2 separate regions of the Oryctolagus cuniculus genome follow, and region 2 is linked to region 1. Evidence: chromatin contacts called from public Hi-C data. All regions are on one chromosome and are shown on one strand. The core of a region is the stretch at or near the end of the contact, and the rest is flanking DNA. Distances in the headings are between cores, read along the strand shown.

Region 1 (6,124 bases), core at 2,520-5,019:
TTCCGGCACGCGCTTCCCAGGCTCGTCCAAGATGTCACAGCAGAGGCTGCCGCCGTCAGACTGTGAGCGCGGCCGCGGCGAGCGAGCGCGGCTGCGGCCGAGCGCCGGGGCCAGGACCAAGTGGAGCGGCGGCAGCGTCCGCTCTCGTCAGCAGCCGGCGAGCGCTGTCACCCGAGGGTGCAAAAGTTACCCCTGCAAATCCGAAAGCAGCCCGGCAGCATCTCTGAGTCACAAAACCCACACTGTGCGCCGCGCAAGGTAGGGGGCTTCGGTCCCGGTGCGCCGGAGCCTGCGCCGGGGCGGGGGACACCCCGCGCCAGCAGCCCTGGTCCCAAGCACGCCCCTCACTCCTCGCCGCTCCTCGGGGACGGGCCACGTGTTTCCCTCAGCCCGAGGGCGGGGGGAGCGGCGCGTAACGGGAACAGCTGGAAGGAGTTGAACGCTGACATTTTAAAGCTGCGTGTGTTTTGTTTTATGTGGAGGGGCAGAGGTTCCCTGAACGCGAGAGGGTGAGCGGTGCCCGGGCTAGAGGGCGGCAAATGTCAGGATTCGGGGGAGGGGCCTCCGCGGGGAACTTGGCCGTGGGCCCCGGAGGGGGCGGAAGGAGAGGTCAGGAGTTTGGGATGGGGCGAGGGGCGCCCTCGGCCAGCAACTTGCTGTTTGGGTTGCGACTTGCTTTTTTGGGTCTGCCACTCCCTGCTTTTTTTTTTTTTCTTCATCATGATTTTTTAAAAAGTGCAGAGAGAAACCCAGCTCGCCGGAGGTTTTGCATTTGGCGTGCAACTTCCTTCGAGTGTGAGCGCGCCGGGAGGGAGGCCCGGAGGGAGGGCTGGGGGTTGAACTTGGCAGGCGGCGCCTCCTTCTGCCGCCGCCGCCGCCGCCGCCGCCGCCTCGCAGACTCCGGGAGGAGGGTGGGGGACGGCCGGGGCGCGGGGGAGGGTGGGTTCTGCTTTGCAACTTCTCTCCCGGTGCGAGAGCGCGGCGGCTGCAGACCGTGCCGCCCGGACGATGCGGGGGTGGGACACCCGCAGCCACGCGACACCCCCGGGCCCAGAGTACGTATGCACTGAGCCCCTCTGCCCTCCCCTCCGCTGTCCACAGCCTCCCGGAGGGTGTGTCCGGCCCCCCGGCCCCGAGCGCGGCCGAGACGCTGCGGCACGGTTCCCGCGCAGCCTCGGAGCCCCTCTCCAAGTGACAGACTTTGCCCACCCCGGCCGGGGGCGGCGAGCGGCGCTCCCCGCGGCCCCGCTGCGGGCCGCGCCCTGGCCCTCCCCGACCGCCGCTGTCACCCGCAGGGGCGCTGGCCGCCCGGGGACGGGGACGAGCTCCACGAGTGGGTCCGGAGGCGCGGCGCTGCGCGGGGGCGGGCGGCAGGCAGCGAGAAGAGAAACTAGAGGAACTCGGTTTCCCCCCTCAGCCCGCCCGGCAGAGATCAGGTCGGCCGCCGCCGCCGCCGCTGCACTTCTTCCTGGGTGGGGGCGCCGAGAAGCCCGCAAGGCTCCGGGTGGCGCGGGCCGCTCTCGCGGGGTCATGCGGGGGGCCGCGGGCGTGCAGGCGCCGTCGGGCCGGGCGGCGGGGCGTGGGGGCGGGAGCTGCGGGCGCCCCTGCAGTTGCCGAGCGTCGCCAACAGGTTGCACCGTTCCCCGCGGCGGCCGCGCGGCCCCTCGGGCGGGGAGCGGCCGGGGGCGGAGTGGGAGCGCGTGTGTGCGAGTGTGTGCGCGCTGTGGCGCCGCCTCCGCCCGCCCCCCGCTCGGTCCCGCTCGCCCGCCGCGGCCGGGCGGCCCTTCGCGAGTCCGCGCTCCCTCCCCTCCTCCTCCCACTCCTCCTCCTCCTCCTCCTCCTCCTCCTCCTCCATTTTGCGAGCTCGAATCTGTGACTGGAGCCCGAGTCACCGCCCGCCCGTCGGGGACGGTTTCTAAGTGGGAGCGACGAGACGCCGCCGCCGGAGCGGCCGCCGCGGCGGGGCGCCGGGGACTGGGGGCACGCGCGCGCGCGCGCGCGGGGGCTCGGAGCCGCGGAGCCCGGAGCGGGGCGGGCAGCCGGCCTGTCAGCGAGGGGAAATGGGAGACTTTCTCAAATAGGGGCTCTCCCCTCCCCTCCCCCTATGGAGAAGGGGGCGGCTGTTTACTTGCATTTTTTAGAAGAAAAAAAAAACACACAAATTGCTCCTGCTCCTCCGGCTTTCACACGCTAAGTTGTTTATCTGGGCTGCGGCGGGAGCTGCGATCGGCGGCGGGAGAGCGGCGCCGCTGCCCGAGGTAAGAAGCGGGCGGCCGGGCGGCCGGGGTGGGGGCTGGGGCGGCGCGAGCGCTCGCTCCCCGAGGTGCCACCCGCCGCGGACCCGGGCCCGAGTCCGGGGGCCGCCGCGGGCGCCCGCAAACTTTTATTAGCCCGGGCAGCGGGGGTGGGGGCTGGCGAGGGCCAGGCGACGGTGACGAAAGGGCAGCGCGCGGGTGACAGCGCTGGCCTCTTCCTCTCCCTCCGTCGCCGTCGCCCGGCCGGGCCGAGGGGGAGGAACCGGAGCGGTGGCAGCGAGGGGAGCCTCCTCGAGCGGCCTAGGGTTGACAAGCCGGTGGCTCCCCGGCGGGAATCCCGGCCTTTTTTCGTGCCCCTTCTCCTCCCCCGCACCCCAGTCTCGTTGGCTTTTCCCCCCAAAGGGGCCGCCTCGACACCCCGGTTTTGTGTGTTTTTTATTTATTTATTTATTTATTTAAAAAAATTTTTGTTGAGGTGAGCGCCGAGCCGCGCTTGGGCTCTGCTCGCCCGCGGGTTCTCCTCGCCCGCAGGTTTCCCCTCCGGTCCCGGTGCGCAGCGTTTGTGGCGGGCGTGCGGGGCTGAGCGCGCGGGGGCGAGGGCGAGCGCGCCCGCAACCGCCGAGACTTCGGCCGGGCTGGTGTTATCGGAGCGAGTGGGCGTGTCGGGGAGCACGCAACAGGTCTGGACGCGTCGCGCTCGGCTCGCGCCGCGGCGCGGGGGCCCCCTGTGGGAAGAGAGACCCTCCCCGCCCGGGCCGAGGTGGGTGCTGCGGTTTGTGGCAAGTGCTGGCTCGGCGCGGGGGGCTCCGCAGCCCCCGGCGAGAGACGCCCCCTCGGCGTGGTTCGCGCGGGCCCCCGGAGCGTGGCGGGGCTGTTTGCGGTCTTCGCGCGGGGGGTTCGGGTCTCGCTGGAGGGGGCGTTTCGCCGCCTGAGGTATTGTTTTGGTTTCGGGTTGGAAGGCAGCTGTCAGGGAAGCGGCGGGGAAATTCATTAGGCTGCGATCGGCGCGCGGTGTTGGGAGATCGCTGCCCGAGGAAGGCGGGCGGGCGGGGAAGCCGCGGCCCGCGGGAGGTGTGCGGGCCCCCACCCAGCTCTGCATCCGCGCTGACGTCCGCGTGCGGGGAAAAAGTTTTCTTGGGTTGCACGGGATTGGCCCGCCGTGTCCCCGGAGCGCTCGGGGCAGCCCTGGCGTCCCGAGCACGGACTGCGCGCCGGTCTGGCTGCGCCCCTGCCTGGGGACTGCCGCTCCTGGGGTCCGGCGTGATCCTGCAGCTCTGCGCTCTTCTGTTTCTCGGTGTTTGGAAAGGCGGACTCTTGAGAGAAGAAATCGGGGTTCGTACTGAGGGTCTTAAGCAAATTTTTTTTAAAAAAAACGATAAGGTTTCATCTAGATGTTGGGAAGTTATAAGGACCAGATAACTATAAACTACAGTGTCGTGGGAAGCTACAACACATTTTGTTGAGCTTTTTTTTAAATCTTAAGTTTTAGTTGGCCCGTATACAACTTACCTCATTTTATATATTTAAAATGTGGAGGTGGGCACTATTAGATGTAGCAGGTCAGGAATACGCATTTAAAAATAGGAGCTTTTTGCCAGCCCGTAGACGATAAGGAGCACGTCAGCGTTGTTTGTTTTTTAATAAAACGTGCCTGGTTCACCAGTAGATTGTACTGAAAAGGGCTGGAGCTGTGAGTAGCTGGTAGGGGAGGTTGAATTTGGGGGAAATTAGGGGCTAGAGAATTCGAGCTTAGTGTTCACCAAATGTTAGCTGTGTTGGTGCTCAGAAAAGCAAACCACCTTGATTGAGAGGAGAGGAATTTTGATGGGAACACACTGTTTAAATGAAATACTTTGACATCAATCTGAACCTTCAGAATACTCAGCTGTAGTGAGTTAGAATGTCGGCGATGCGCAAGGCAGCACGTTCAGGGAGTGGCAGGCTGAATAGCCCAGCTTCGTCCCATTCAATTCTGCCCTTGCCTGTGCGGTGGACTGCACTGCACTTTGGAATGGGGTGCACTGAGTGGGAGCAGGGACGGGGCTTTCTGTTCTGCGGGGTAGAAACTTCTCTGCTGGTAACGAAGAATTTGTTCCAGAGTTAACTAAAAGGTTCATTTAACAAGCTGTTACTAATCGGATCGCGGAGACAATGTGAGGTTATAGCTTACCATGTCCCAACCCCCACCCCACCCCACCCTTTTTTTTTTTTTTTTTTTTTTTTGTAGCTAATATTCACTGATGGACTCCAAAGAATCATTAAGTCCCCCGGGTAGAGAGGAGGTCCCCAGCAGTGTGCTCAGGCCGGCGGAGCGCGGGAATGTGATGGACTTGTACAAAACCCTAAGGGGAGGAGCTCCTGTGAGGGTGCCTGCATCTTCTCCCTCACTGGCTCCTGCTGCGCAGCCGGACTCCAAGCAGCAGAGACTCGCGGTGGACTTTCCGAAAGGCTCAGCCAGCAATGCCCAGCAGCCGGATCTGTCCAGAGCAGTGTCACTCTCGATGGGATTGTATATGGGCGAGACAGAAACCAAAGTGATGGGCAGTGACCTGGCTTTCCCGCAGCAGGGCCAAACCAGCCTTTCCTCTGGGGAAACGGACTTCCGGCTTCTGGAAGAAAGCATCGCGAGCCTCAACAGGTCGGCTAGTGCTGCAGACAACCCCAGGAGCACAGCGCCTGCTGCTGGGTCTGCCGCCCCCACAGAGGGGTTTCCAAAAACTCACTCTGACCTGGCCTCCGAACGGCAGAATCCGAAGGGCCAGACTGGCAGCAGCGCCGGCAGTGCCAAGTTGCACCCCACAGACCAAAGCACCTTTGACATTTTGCAGGATTTGGAGTTTTCTTCTGGGTCCCCAAGTAAAGACAGGAGCGAGAGCCCTTGGAGGTCAGACCTGTTGGTGGACGAGAACTGTCTGCTTTCTCCTTTGGCGGGAGAAGATGATCCATTCCTTTTGGAAGGGAATTCGAGCGAGGACTGTAAGCCTCTTATTTTACCGGACACGAAACCTAAAATTAAGGATAATGGAGATCTGATCTTATCAAACTCCAACAATGTACCACTGCCCCAAGTGAAAACCGAGAAGGAAGATTTCATCGAACTCTGCACCCCTGGGGTAATTAAGCAAGAGAAACTGGGCCCAGTGTACTGTCAGGCAAGCTTTTCTGGGGCAAATATAATTGGTAATAAAATATCTGCCATTTCTGTTCATGGCGTGAGTACCTCCGGAGGACAGATGTACCACTATGACATGAACGCACAGCAGCAGGAGCAGAAGCCTCTTTTTAATGTCATTCCGCCAATTCCTGTTGGTTCAGAAAATTGGAATCGCTGCCAAGGGTCTGGAGATGACAACTTGACTTCCCTGGGGACTATGAACTTCCCTGGCCGGTCGGTGTTTTCCAACGGCTATTCAAGGTGAGTCGGAGGATTTTCTGTTTCTTAAGAGTGGTGCACTTGAGATCGATTGATGGCTGTAAGTGTTCACCTATTTGTATTTGTTCTCCAGAGATTCAGGGGCTTTTTCGTATGTGTAAGTTGAAGTGGCCTTTTGAAAGTAGGCATGGTAGATAACTAAAAGGTTTATCAGTACAGAACCATTTGTTTTTTTTTTTTTTTTTTAAGGTGCTGTTTGTTATCCGTTTGGACAGTGGTTGAAGATTTTATTTAAAAACTTAATACCCCCCTTTAATAGATGTTTAAAAATTATATAAATTTCAGGAAATATAATGAATTTACTATGTACCCTTGGCTGCTTCAGAGTGTACAATTAAAAGTATGCTAAGTGCTTACATAATCAAAAGTTGTGCTATAGTATTTGCATGTGTGTGGAGATTAAAGGGTTACAGATTATTACAGTTGCCAACTGTGA
Region 2 (6,124 bases), core at 1,597-4,096, 85 kb before region 1:
AGAAGAAACATCAGGTACCAAAATAAGGATATAGCCATCCACCAGGTTATAGCCAACATCAATCTAAGGAAGCATTACAGGAACTTCTGCAGTCGTGAGCCCTGGGGAGGAGAGCTGGATTCCTTGGAGTGGAGGTTTTTTAATCTTTTTTGGTTACTTGGACTTTTGACCTAAATACTCTTCAGTTAAAAAGACTAGAATATTAAAAGCCTAATTTTAAAAAGGATTAATTTTTTTAAACTTGTTTTCTTTTTTATTGGGAAGGCAGAAGAAGAGAGATGGAGACACACAGATAAAGTGAGATCTTCCATTCTCTGGTTCAGTTCCCAAATGCTGGCTATAGCAAGGAGTAGGCCAGGCTGAAGCCAGGAGCCCAGAACTCAATCCAGGTCTCCCACGTGGGTGCCAGGAACCCAAGCACAGCAGTCATCACCTGCTGCCAATCAAGGCACACACCTGCAAGGAGATCAGAAAAGCCAAGGCTCAAATGAGGCACTTGGCTACGGCATGTGAGCACCCCAAGTAGCATCTTAACTTGTGCCCCGAACACCCACCCCAAGGCTGTTCAATCTAATACTAACTAAATAATGACTGTTTCTCTATCTACAAGGAGTCTTCAGAAATTCATAGAAAACGTGTGTGGTGTGTGGAAAAATATGAGTGGAGTTCAAATCATTTTACACACAAAAAAACTTATCTTTTAATTCTATTTTCCAAAAAACTTTTTGAAGAATTTCATATGATCTTTTGAACACGAAGTTTAAGGGAAAATTTATAGTTGACTTTTTATTTTTTTTAACTTTTATTTAATGAATATAAATTTCCAAAGTACAGCTTATGGATTACAATGGCTTCCTCCCCCCCATAACTTCCCTCCCACCCACAACCCTCCCCTTTCCTGCTCCCTCTCCCCTTCCATTCACATCAAGATTCATTTTCAATTCTCTTTATATACAGAAGATCAGTTTAGCATATATTAAGTAAAGATTTCAACAGTTTGCGCACACACACAAAAAAAAGTGAAAAATACTGTTTGAGTACTAGTTATAGCATTAAATCACAATGTACAGCACATTAAGGACAGAGATCCTACATGAGGAGTAAGTGCACAGTGACTCCTGTTGTTGACTTAACAAATTGACATTCTTGTTTATGGCATCAGTAATCACCCTAGGCTCTTGTCATGAGTTGCCAAGGCTATGGAAGCCTTTTGAGTTCACCGACTCTGATCATATTTAGACAAGGTCATAGTCAAAGTGGAAGTTCTCTCCTCCCTTCAGAGAAAGGTACTTCCTTCTTTGATGACCTGTTCTTTCCACTGGGATCTCACTTGCGGAGATCTTTCATTTAGGTTTTGTTTTTTTGTTGTTTTGGTTTTTTGTGTGTGTTTTTTGTTTGTTTGTTTGTTTGTTTTCTTGCTAAAGTGTCTTGGCTTTCCATGCCTGAAATACTCTCATGGGTATAGTTGACTTTTTAAATATCTGGAGGAAATAGGCTCTTGGAAAACTTTCACTGATTAGACGAGAGAGAACCTGAACAATTTTGGAAATTCTTAGCAGGGCAGCAGTTGTAAATTGTTCACAATGGTGAGTTTGGAGCCTGACAAACAAAATGTTAAAGCTTGGGTCTACCTCTAATCTGCTCTGTGATCTTTGAGTATCCGTTTCCCCATCTGTAAAATGGGGTAATAGTGCCCATGTTGTAGTCTGAAGCAAAGACCAAATGAGACACAGCATTAGCAGAGAGTCTTGTAGAAGTGAGCATTTGTAACTGGATACAGCCTTCTGCAGGTAGATAGACGAGAGACAGAGATAGATGGATAATTGCTAAACATTTCTAAGTCCTCAATCGTTCAGTCCTTTCTTGGTCCTCTCCTTTCTGTCTTCCATCAGCCCAGGGAACTGCAATCCTCCCTCTGTTGGCCAGATAACATTGCCATCATGGTACTGGCAAGCTGGCAGCCCCACAAGCCGGGTTTGAATCCCTGTACTACCCCTAACTGGTGGTGACCTTTGGTAAGCTTTAAGCTCTCTGAGTCTTTGAAAAATCATAGTAGGAGCAGCTACCAATTAGGGATTTTGTAGACCAAAGCAAAATAGTCCTGGTATCTTAGTAGTATATTAGCACGGCTGTTCTATGAGCTTCCTCCAGAGACATTTGTAACTCTTCGTGCCAGTATCTCTCCAAGAAAGACACGTAAGTACTGTGGACTTTTTTTCTAAGTGACCGAGCTGCTCTTTTACCAAACTGTAGTAGCTTTGAAGTCCCAGGTGTACGCACTTGTCTTCAAACTACATCCATCACGTTCACGTCTCATTTGAGCAAATGACACAGCTAGAATCAGTGTTGCATTCCCGAGCTCTCATTCTCACGCCTCCCTCTCTGCTCTCTCCATAGTTATTCAGCTCAAACTATCAAAGTGCTGCTCAGGTCAGGTTCCACTCCGTGAAGGGGTTCAGCTCAGTTCCTGATGGGGAAGAAAGAGTGTTTCGCTCTTCCCTCCCAGCGTCACAACGAAAGGCTGCAGGGATGGTCTCTGATTGGCCAGACTGAGAGGGGCGGAGTGAGAAACGTGAGGCTGGGGAGCACGCAGGCAACTGCAGAAGAAACTGTTTCGCTCCACTCTCCCTTCCCAATTTGGCCCTTCCACTTAGAAAACAACCATCAGGATAGCCCACCAAAGGATTTGGCTTTTTCTTATTAAAAAAAAAAAAAAATTGTGGTGCAGCTTAAATTCACCTAGCGCATAGTGCACTTCCCTTTGCATGTGTAGACACAACCCTTTCTAAATCTGCAGTAAAAAATAGAATTGGCAGTGGCTTTTGCTCCCACTTGAGCTTGCCAAAAAGGTTGGAAATGAGCGTGCTTCTTCCTGCCGGTCTTGGCTGTGTTCCCTATTAGAAGTTAGTGGAGACGGAATCCTCGTCTTCCTCAACTTTCCCTCAAGCAGTAAGTGGACTAAGGGTGGGGTCTGGGAGAGGGCCTCCATCTTTCACAATCGAGGAGGTGGTGATGTAGAAATAGCAGGTGCTGGCAAAAAGGTTTGGAGCTTCTGATCAAGTTCCCATGCTGCTGCTTAATCCTTAATCATCTCTCTTGGCATACTGCCCGCTGCTACTGCTTGCATAAAATCGGAAGGGGCTAATTGCCTCAATCTGTATTTTCTGTACGGCTGTGCTTAATGCAGAACCCACAGGGGCTCCCTGTGTGTTCATTTTGACCTAATAGAAAGTTTTATTTGCTTCCAAGAAACCTGTCTATCTTCTTCTAACATTCTAAAATTTTCTTAGTCCCCAGTGACAGTCAGCAACATGGGAGAGATTTAAACATTTCCTGTAGAAAAACAAGATGTTAGTTGAATTCCATACCCAGCTCTGAATGGGGTTAATCATCAATGAGGGTTGTTGCTGTGCACAGAGGTCTTTATGGAAATTAACTATTTTGTTTTTCCATCCAGTGACAAAGAACAATCACTGCTCTTCGAAACTACTACACCAAGAAATAAAATGTCAGACCATTTCAGCTAATGAAAATTGATATTTGAGGGCTCTTGTGATCTAAAACTTGTCGCTCACTCAGAAGGCTCTCTCAGAAGAAAAAGTTCACTGCACTCTTTAGTAATGAAAGAAAGTGCAACATCCCTGCAGCCCATGCTGTGTGCAGGGGGTTAAGTTGCCACCTGCACTCCCAGCATCCCGTATCAGAGTGCAGTGCAAGTCCTGGCTGCTCCATTTCTGATCCAGCTCCCTACTAATGCTCCAGGGACAAGCAGAGGAAGACAGCCCAAATGCTTTGCTCCCTGCCACCCACTGGATGGGGTTCCAGGCTCCTGGCTTTGACTTGGCCCAGAACCAGTCACTTCAGCATTTGGGGAGTGAACTAATAGATGGAAGATCTCTATCTTTCCCTCCCTCTCTCTCTGCCTTTAAAATAAATAAAAATAAATGTTAAAGAATTACAACATCCACCTATTTTGTTCCATAAACTAAAATGCTGAAGACTAGCTCCATAAAGTGTTATAGCCGACACCTTGGGTATTGTCACTTTGCTACCAGAGAGGCACTTGCCCTAGAACCTTTCTCTCTAATGCTTGAATTCTACCATTCATGACAACTGCCTTAAAAACTCCAATATTCCCAAAAGGAAAAAATGTAACTAGTCCCTAATAGCTTGCAATCAACTTGTTTGTTAAATGTTTCTCTACCTTGGAATTTACAGTATTATCTTCCCATTGCTTTCGTTTTGTAGATCTTACAGATGCATAGACATGAGTATATGTTACTTAGGGAAAAAAAAAACACTTTGTCCATGGTAAGAGATGTGGTAGCACACCAGTCCTTCAAGGGAGGAAGGAAGAAGAACATTAGGTTGAATGCAGAGACAGAAACTTGACAGCATGGAGTGCTTGCTGCACAGTAGTGCGGGGCCAGGATGGGGCAGGTGAGGTGGCAGCGTGGCACGTGGTGGCCACAGCAATCTGCAGAAGCATGCTCCACTCTCATCCCTAACGACCTGTGCATACCAGCTCTATGAGATAAACAGGTCCCTGAAATAATATTTGGACTGAGTCTCATTCTACATCCATTGCAGTAAATTCTTTAGAAATCAGAGCCAGCTTCCAACTCTGAAAGCATTGAGCCAGTTTCTGATCTGGAAAGCACTGCAGAGAGAAAATGCGATTAGCCCAGCTCCAGACATGTATTCACACCTGGGCCCATCAGCTAGGAGCAAAACTGCAAACGTGGGTATAGGCTGGCCCCCCAAGGAGACTGAGTCCTTAGAGGCAAGAAAGGCCAAGGGAATCCTGGGGCTTGTTCAGCTTAGGGAAAGCAGGCTCCCCTCTGTGCACCTCTGCTTGTCCATAATGGATTATACATCCTACTTACCTACTGTAAGGGACGCCTCTTCATGAGCACTGACCTAGTAGCTAACAAGGCTGGGACCTGAGCTGACAGTAAGTTGAACATGAATCACCTGTGTTATATAAAGCTACCAAAGCAGCAAGTTGAATCTTGAAGCAGGGTCTCATGAATATGTACGTTAAAAATGAGAATGGTGATAACCTCTCTATACTTGATAAGAACCTGATTTCCCGGGAGTAGAGCCTTCAGTGTGAGGCACTTCACTGAGGGGATATTGACAAGCTGGAGCAGGATGTGGGGACTTAGTAAGGACTATCATGGTAGCGAGAGTGGTTTGTTTGTTTGTTTGACAGGCAGAGTGGACAGTGAGAGAGAGAGACAGAGAGAAAGGTCTTCCTTTGCCGTTGGTTCACCCTCCAATGGCCGCCGCAGCCGGCACACTGCAGCCGGCGCACCACGCTGATCCGATGGCAGGAGCCAGGTACTTTTCCTGGTCTCCCATGGGGTGCAGGGCCCAAGGACTTGGGCCATCCTCCACTGCACTCCTGGGCCACAGCAGAGAGCTGGCCTGGAAGAGGGGCAACCGGGACAGAATCTGGCACCCTGACCGGGACTAGAACCCGGTGTGCCGGCGCCGCAAGGCGGAGGATTAGCCTAGTGAGCCGTGGCGCCAGCCGAGAGTGGTTTTCACGATGGCAATCCATGTGATTGGAAATGGTGCTTACTGGTCTTTGTGTAGCACAGGCAGTTTCTGGCATTGAGTCAGTAGTGCCGTGATGTCAGCTGGCATCTCTGTGGCCCCCTTGGCCTTTTCCAAACCTCGGAGTTGCAAAGTGCCAGTCAGAACTCTAGACATCCCACCCAAGTTCTAAGCAGGAAGAGGAGGTAGAAGAGTGCAACCATGTTGCTCTGTCCATGGTGACAGGGAGAACACTATTTCTGAAAGAGCTCCTAGAAGACTTTGCTGACAGCTCATCCATTAGACCCATGTCTCCTAGCCATCTTCAACTGCATCTGAGGCTGGGAAGGGGCATATCAGGTAGCAGGTAGCCAGAAAGAAAGGGATCAGTCATCGTCACATTCAGGTCTACCACCATTGTCATTATTTCCTTTCCTTGGAAAATGGGATATTTCAGATAAAAATATATTTATTTATACATTTTAAAAATATTCATGTTCTGGGCAGCTTTATCAGAGTCCACCCACTCTCAATCCAAGCAATTTGGGCCCACATACAAACAAGGTTACGGGCGACTCATTAA

Evidence for each region. A called contact is a pair of places that touch in the nucleus more often than the background predicts.
Region 2: a Hi-C map of an unstated tissue shows a contact between it and region 1, with 2.2 times the contacts expected there. The contact joins the enhancer-like site here to the promoter of LOC127490646 in region 1. A contact is called at or near these places in 2 of 6 Hi-C or Micro-C datasets (liver and an unstated tissue).

Annotation. Positions count from the first base shown.
Region 1 is chr6:30,842,333-30,848,456 of mOryCun1.1, reverse strand. LOC127490646 (collagen, type I, alpha 1b-like) reads right to left here and starts at 3,769. Exons shown (of 4, transcript XM_070075913.1): 1 at 3,765-3,769; 2 at 2,764-3,568; 3 at 2,190-2,555; 4 at 729-2,102. The coding sequence starts at 3,769. The coding sequence ends at 729. It overlaps NR3C1 (nuclear receptor subfamily 3 group C member 1), which reads left to right and starts at 4,496. Exons shown (of 8, transcript NM_001082147.1): 1 at 4,496-5,670. The coding sequence starts at 4,496.
Region 2 is chr6:30,926,738-30,932,861 of mOryCun1.1, reverse strand. No RefSeq gene overlaps it. Among named protein-coding and RNA genes, the nearest start is that of NR3C1, 86 kb to the right of the region's middle. Within about 2 kb of position 2,846, at least 6 of the 8 cell types and tissues checked have an H3K27ac peak or open chromatin away from gene starts, as enhancers often do.